Linked DNA regions of Acanthopagrus latus: region 2 is linked to region 1. A link is a contact called in public Hi-C data. All regions are on one chromosome and are shown on one strand. Each heading gives the region's core, a stretch centred on a gene start, on an enhancer-like site or on the middle of the called end of the contact. The rest is flanking DNA. Distances are from core to core; before and after follow the strand shown. Region 1 holds the start of LOC119013405 (solute carrier family 35 member F2-like). Region 2 holds the start of LOC119030978.

What was found. Hi-C and Micro-C count contacts between places; a contact is called where the count stands out from the background.
Region 2: a contact with region 1 is called in a Hi-C map of muscle, with 10 times the contacts expected there. The contact joins the promoter of LOC119030978 here to the promoter of LOC119013405 in region 1. A contact is called at or near these places in 2 of 4 Hi-C or Micro-C datasets (liver and muscle).

The regions. Positions count from the first base shown.
Region 1 is chr2:2,617,783-2,621,592 of fAcaLat1.1, reverse strand. It overlaps LOC119013405 (solute carrier family 35 member F2-like), which reads right to left and starts at 1,392. Exons shown (of 8, transcript XM_037087900.1): 1 at 1,187-1,392. The coding sequence starts at 1,287.
Region 2 is chr2:3,545,906-3,549,320 of fAcaLat1.1, reverse strand. LOC119030978 reads right to left here and starts at 2,103. Exons shown (of 2, transcript XM_037119014.1): 1 at 1,344-2,103; 2 at 24-1,247. The coding sequence starts at 1,641. The coding sequence ends at 280.

The DNA of each region.
Region 1 (3,810 bases), core at 143-2,642:
CTAAACATATCATAGACAATGAAAACTGTACCGAAAACAAATACCTGCTCAATAAGCAGCGATCTACCAGCTCATCTGTGGCCTCTTCCATATTCTTCCTTCTTCTACAGGAAAATGTTTTGTTTTTCAACATTATTTTCACGAGCAATCGTGTTGTTTACGTCATCACTTACAGTTTACAGATCACTGAACCTCGACTGTGTCACCTAAGACTCGCACAAATACATCACATCAAGGAGTGTCTGCTGAAGAATGAATAACTTCACCCTGACTGCATTTTAAATGTCTGTTAAATAGTGCACAGATCTTTTACTGAGGAAGAGAAGCAGCACCACAGTGCAGATCATATCGTCTGTTCCAAGACAAAACCCACCAAAAATCATGTTTTACTCTCTTTGTGCTCTCTGGGTTGAGTCTCTGTTGCTCTCAGCTGGTTTTATGTGCTTTGTATTTTGGTTTTGTGAAGCGCGCTGTAACATGAAAGAGGTTATGTAAATAAAGTTTTACTCTATTATCAATAAAAATCTGTTATACTTAAATAAATGAGCAGAAGTTCTCGCTTCAAAATACAGGCCTGCATAAATTAGTAAAATTACTTATGATTTAGAATGTACCATTTCAGAAATATGAATATTATATTGTATCACATCATATTATAGTAATGTAATTACCAATGCATTAATGTGTAGATCACTTTCATGATTTGTAATGATGGTTTAAATTATTTTACACACTGCAGCATTGCTTGTTAAGTTTGTCCTTGGCATCAATTAATGATAATAAGCCAATTTATTTGTTGAGTATATTTTGTTTTATTAATCTGCAAAGAAACTTAAGTTATCAGATTCATTCAGGAGTAAACAGTGTAATGTTCACCTCTGAACTGCAGTTAAATAAAGTATGAAATAGAAATACACAAGTAAAAAGTACAAGTATCTAAAAGTTGAGTGCAGTTACTGAATAAATGTATTAAGTTACTTTCCATAAAATCTTCAGTAGACTTTAAAGTGAGTAATTTTACTAAAATTGAATTAAAATATCAGAAAAGTAACAGCACCACTGTTTGAACATAAGTGTACCTTCTCCACCTCAGACTGCTGACTTCATCTCTGCTCCACAGAAACACAGAAACGTTTGTACTAACTTTTCCCTCCAGCTTGCTTCTCTTCCCGTCTCGTCCACTCACCAGGTCAAAACTTCCTTGAGGTTGAATTTCCTGACCCTCATCATGAATCCACTCTTCCGGTCTTCATCTCTGGATGCTCCCTCAGGCTGTTTAGTATCCATGTTGCTGCACTGACGGAGGATTCCTCTCTGAGTTTTCACTGTTGGGAGCTTTTAAATCCTTGACTTTCACTGTGCCAGAGCTGAATGATTAATGGACCCAGAGGGCAAAGATCAATCTTTCACTTATCTTCAGGAGCGAGTTGAAGACAGCCTGCAGCACTTTCAGATAAGAACTGATGATGAAAGAAGCATTTAAAGAAATCATCACCGCGCTTCCACTTGTTTTCACTCTCAGCTGTTATCTGCTGATGATACAACGACTCGTGTTGGAGGAAAAGTAACTCAGTTGATCATGGTGTGATTTTTATGGAAATGGTGGAAACTAACTACATCAACTCAAGTACTTTATCTACATACTTCCTACATGTTATATTACTTTACACTTCTATTCCACAACAAATTAAAGTATTGTAAATATTGTACTTTTTTACTCAATTACATTAATTTGAAAGGTACCTTGAAGGTTAAGATGCAAAACTAGAACATTTCTCAAGAAATTGTGTGCGTAAGTAAGTTTGAATAGAGAAAACTCTCTGTGGGAGGGAGAGGGAGAAAAGCACCAGCAAAATGTCTGGCCGCCCTTTATTTCAGAGTTCATTAATAATATGTAATAAGCTGTACTTTTTTGTCAATGTAGACAAAAAGAAATAGAAATATTATGCAGTAGATATACACAGTCATACCCTAAGTAATCTAATACAGATGTAATAAACCATTATTTGTGCCAAATTAGGCGAAACTAGAAATACTATGTTCTTTGTTAGACGGCAAACAGAGACTTCTAGACTTTTCAAATTTCACTGGACTAACTGGCTCCAGTTATGACACGATGCTCCAAAAAATGTGTCCATCATTTTACAGATCCTTGTTTACTATGTAAAATGGCTCCTTACAGTTTGTCCAGCAACATCTAAGCTTCCAATTGTATATATTCTTTAAAAATATATTATTAAATTCTTTTAAATCACTTCTTAAAACCCACTTTTATAGACTTGCCTTTATGTGATGTGGTCCTTGTATGTTTATTTTTACTTCAACTGTCTTTGAGTTCTGTTCTACGTTTTTTTTCCTCTGTTATTAAAATCATTTCATGCAATCTATTTTATCGTCCTTTGTAATTGTAAATTGTATTCTTGCTTTGTCTGTCAAAGCACTTTGTAAACCTTGCTTTTAAAAGTGCTATAGAAATAAAGTTTATTTTTTTTATTAAATCCTGTCAGAATTGAATGTGTCAGAGTCCTTAACAGAGAAAAGGGGATATTTTGCCCAACTTTGATGTGGAATGAAAATTAAAAAACACATTTTCCATAAGTAGTCCAAGATTCATATACTGCTGAACATAGTACTTCCCAGACTACCTGCATGCACAATATAAAGTACTTTTACTGTGTACTTTTCGAGTAATACTTTATCAAATTCTTACCAGAGAACAATAATTATTATTTTTTACTACTTATGTTAGAACGTTTTTTATTCCACATCAAAGTTTGGTGAAATATACTTATTCTTTTTCTCTGCTAGGGATTTTGACACAGTGGGATGCTTTCAGGTGCGCTCTCAGACAGTGGGAGATAGGAGTTGTCAAACCTGGGGGAACTGTGTCAAGCAGGCGCCACCTACTGGACATCAGGGTCGATACACTTTCCTTTGTTAGTGCACTTTAGGCTGCTCTGATGTCAGAACCATGTGACGTCCCAAAACAAACATAATGCCATAAAGTCTTAGAATAATTTCCTTATTTATGACTGATCAGAATATTAAGTCGTGCAATTCCCAGGGATCATGATTGACTCAGATTCAGAATCAGAACTACTTTACTGGTCCTGCAAACAGGGATATTTGTGTGTCACAGCAGCTTAAGGACAGTTCAATTTAACAATAAAGAACAATAATAGTAAAAAATAAACAATATAATAAAAAAGTAAGACATAGATTCTTGTATACATAATATGTACACGTGCCCTGTCCTTTCTGTGACCTCACCCCCATGAAGTCATGTGATTTCATTCACATTTAATTTAATTAATTTTATGGTAAAAGTACAGAACAGAAAACAGTAACATTTGAGCTGAGGTGTCCAGATTACCTGAATTCACCTGATTACAATATCAAAGTAATGTAACTTGATTAGTTTCTGTTAGTTTGGGATTAATAACAAATGAAGACCTGAGAAATTAAATATCATTAAAAAGAAAATGATGTATTTGAATCCTATAAACAATTGTTCATCTATGTTGGGGCAATTATTATTTGTACTTTGCCCTCTATTGACAAGACAAAGAATCCCAAGCTGGAACTCAAACAGAAAAGTTCTACATTACTTAAACAACTACATGAGCTAAACAGCCTTCAACAGTTCCATGATTTTCAGGTCTGATCCACATAAAACAGGCAAAATAAGTCCCGCCCCACCTACAGCATTTCTGACGAATCCAGGCGGTGCGCGCCAAAAGGGGCGGTCTCGCTCCTTTCCCGCGTGAAATTACTGCATTTCCCTCCAAAACTAAAGATGCCTATAATAAT
Region 2 (3,415 bases), core at 854-3,353, 930 kb before region 1:
AATATAATATAATGTAAAATGATATTACATAATACAATACAGACCTGGGTTCGACTCCCAGCCCGGGTCCCCTTGCTGCGTGTCACTCCCCCTCTCTTACCCCGTTTCCTGTCACACTCTTCAGCTGTACTATAAATAAAGCCAGAAAAGGCCAAAAAATGGTAATAATATGATATAATATAATATAGAACCTCCTGTATTAAAGATGAAATGAGTACTTACATGTACAACAGGTGATAAACCATGATGATGAGTAAGTATGAACATACAGTTTGTTTATTAAGTGTCTGTCTGAGCTGGACGCTGCTCTCCTCCCCTGGTCCTCTGGTTCACAGCCACCACAACAACACAGAGGATCACCAGCAGACCAGGGAGCAGTGAGGACCTCACTGTGTAGAGGGTGAAGTCCATCCCAGAGGGCTCTCTGGACTTCAGAACAGTTCTGGACAATGACATACACGGTCCATCTGGGCCAGAAACGGAACACAAATACTCTCCTGTGTCTTCCAGTGAGACATTAGAAAGAATCATCAAGCCATCTTCTCTAAATCTGCTCAGTCTGCTCTGCAGATCAGAATCAGGTGCTAAATTAGATTCACTCAAGAGTCTGTCTTCTGTTTGGTTTGTCTTGATCCACCAGTGGTACCCCCAACCCTCTATCCGACCTCTGCATCTGAAAGTGACGTTGTCTCCTTCTGAGAAGAGCTCGACAGCAGGTGGGCCAGGTTTGGGGCACACCACCAGGTAATACCGTTGAAAATGGTTGTAGATTTCACAATCGTAATAACCTGAGTCATTTAACTGAAGTGATGAAACCACCAGTGAGTAGTTTTTTCCCGCCTCTGAGGTGGACGATATCACATTAGTCACCCTCCAAAGTGGAAGCTGGTCGTCAGTGAACTCAGCAGCAGGACACTGTAACACAGCTGTCTCTCCCACTGTGTGGAGGATCGACTCATCTAGTAGGTTTAACTGTACAGAGTGACTGCTGACACACTGCTGTTGGTTCATCACCAGACAGGCGTAATAATTGAACTTTGTTAACGTGAGGTTGTAAATACGAAGTCCTGATGAGGTTTTCACCTCTTGGGATCTTCCTTCAACATTGTCCATCACCGATGTTACACTGTCCTCAAAAACTCTTGTCCAGAAGCTGGTCCAATATCCAGAATCACTCTTGAGCCACTGGATGTCCAGATTGTCAGCTGCTCCCTCACATGGCAGGTCCACTGTTTCTCCAGCTCTGACTTCAATATCTTTGTATTCATTTCTCGTACTACAAACAATAATAGTGATGTTGTTCTCATACATCACGTTGCCCCAACACTTCTCTTGGTACTGACCGGAGTCTGAGTGGGTCAGGTTCTGGATCATGTAAGAAGAAATACTGTTGCTGGTGACAACTGACAGTCGTTGTTTCAAGTCTTCAGGTACTGTGGAGTTCTGGGACCAGAGGGCAGAGGTATTCCACAGGACGAGCTTCTCCTCACCAACAAATCTGGAGATCAGGCAGGAGTCGGCGTCCTCAGGGAGTCTGAAGGTGAAAGAGTCTGATTCCCTTTCGATGAAGATACGTTCTTCTGCATGAATGTTGTTGATGAGAGCAAACAGCAGGAAGGAGAGCTCTGCGACTGCAGCCATTCTGCTCTGAGGACGAGCAAACACTGACACCTCTCACCCGATTATCTCTATATTAACCCTCATCAGCAGCTTGTCATTAGTGGCTGGAGGGAGGTGACTTCTTTATCTCACCATCACAGGAAACTTTGACGCTTTCGGCTCTGTACCAAGGAATCTAATCAAAAGATCAGACACATGTTGTGAAATGACTTTTAGACACATTAAAGGTTTTAACTTGAGTTTACTGCAAGATTCTTCTGAACAGAAGTCCACAAACTAGTGACCTGCTGTTACACCATGGCTCCTGACAATCTTCATTATTTGCATTATTTCTTGTAACATGTAATTAGACATGTGTGACACGTGTTAGTTTGCTTTGCTTAATTACTGCATCAGTAAAACATAAGAAACATTGAGCTTCAGCAGATGACAAAATTAATGTATAATAATGTTTATTCTGAATTACATTTAATGAAATATCATAAAAACAATATTTAAAATGATAACAGCTCTTTTTAACCTGATAAATAACTGAATTATATTTGTCATTTCTAATCAGCTTGTTGTTGCCTTAGTTTTTGGCAGGACCCAGAAGTGGACAACGAGGCAGGGAGTGCTAACAGTAATGCAGGTGAAGGTGGAGAAACTCAGGCTGGAGACTCCGTCAGAGAGGAGGGGGGAGGAGCAGGAGAGGGATATGACAACCCCAAATATTTCCATTGCTTACGTCAGAGCTGAGCGCGTGCCTCTGTAAATATTGCACGCACAGCAATGTAAACACAGAGAGTAATGACAGTTAGAGGTTGTTAACTAGCTTCGCTTGATAACTTGGCTAAAATGGACGTGAGAAAGTTGTTGTTTATTGTCTTGCTGACAGCTGTGTTCAGCTGTCATGTCCAGCTGCTCAAACTAATGCAACAACAGCGGCGCCTGGATGAAGAAGACTGCTCCTTCTGCTAGCAAACAAACGATGCACCCTTTCGAGTCGCCATTGTTGTTTGGGTTTTGGTATTTGCCACGCTGCTCCTTTCAGGTTTTAAACTATTTTGATTGGTTAAAACAGCCTTCCTGTTTTACCTTACATCCCCACCTACTGCTGTGGCATGTATTACACGTGTATTGTATTACTTGGTGGCAGATTTTACGGGTGCGTGTGTCCAGAGTTATTGGTCAGATTGTACCACAGCTTGAAGATACTCAAATGTTTTCCAGTCAAAACCATGTAATCTCCAAATGTGGTGTTTTTGATTTGTGTGATCAAACTGAAGGTCCGTTATGAGCTGAGACGGTTCTCGTATTTCTGAAGCCAAACAAACCTTTAACAAACTCAGTGAATCACCTGAAAAATGCATCGCCACAAAGCTGAAAACATGGCTGCTGTATACGGAGGAGTATTAGGGCCCAGGGTGAGGAAAGAAATGAGAGCAGGATGTTTTCTGATCAGTCGCTGATAAACTTTCTTAGGTCATGAAAAGTTCACACTTGGGAGATGAGTGGTTTTGATTGGACAGCAGCACCATGTTTTCAGGAAACTTTCTGTTATCACTTAGAAATGTTCAGATCATGAGTCCTGAGAAGGAGGATGTTGCAACACTGATGCACGTCACAAACACTGTTTCTACCCAGTTTGTATATTGAGAGTCAGATGGGTGTTGCAGAAAGTCATTTTACTGTCATTCCTCAGGGCAGCAGTGCTTCAGTTATTTCACGTATGCATAACAAACAGAAAACATCTGTCTGTTTGTTTTGTGGTTTTTTTGTGTGCAGGCTATACAAACTGTTGTGGCAACTGCAA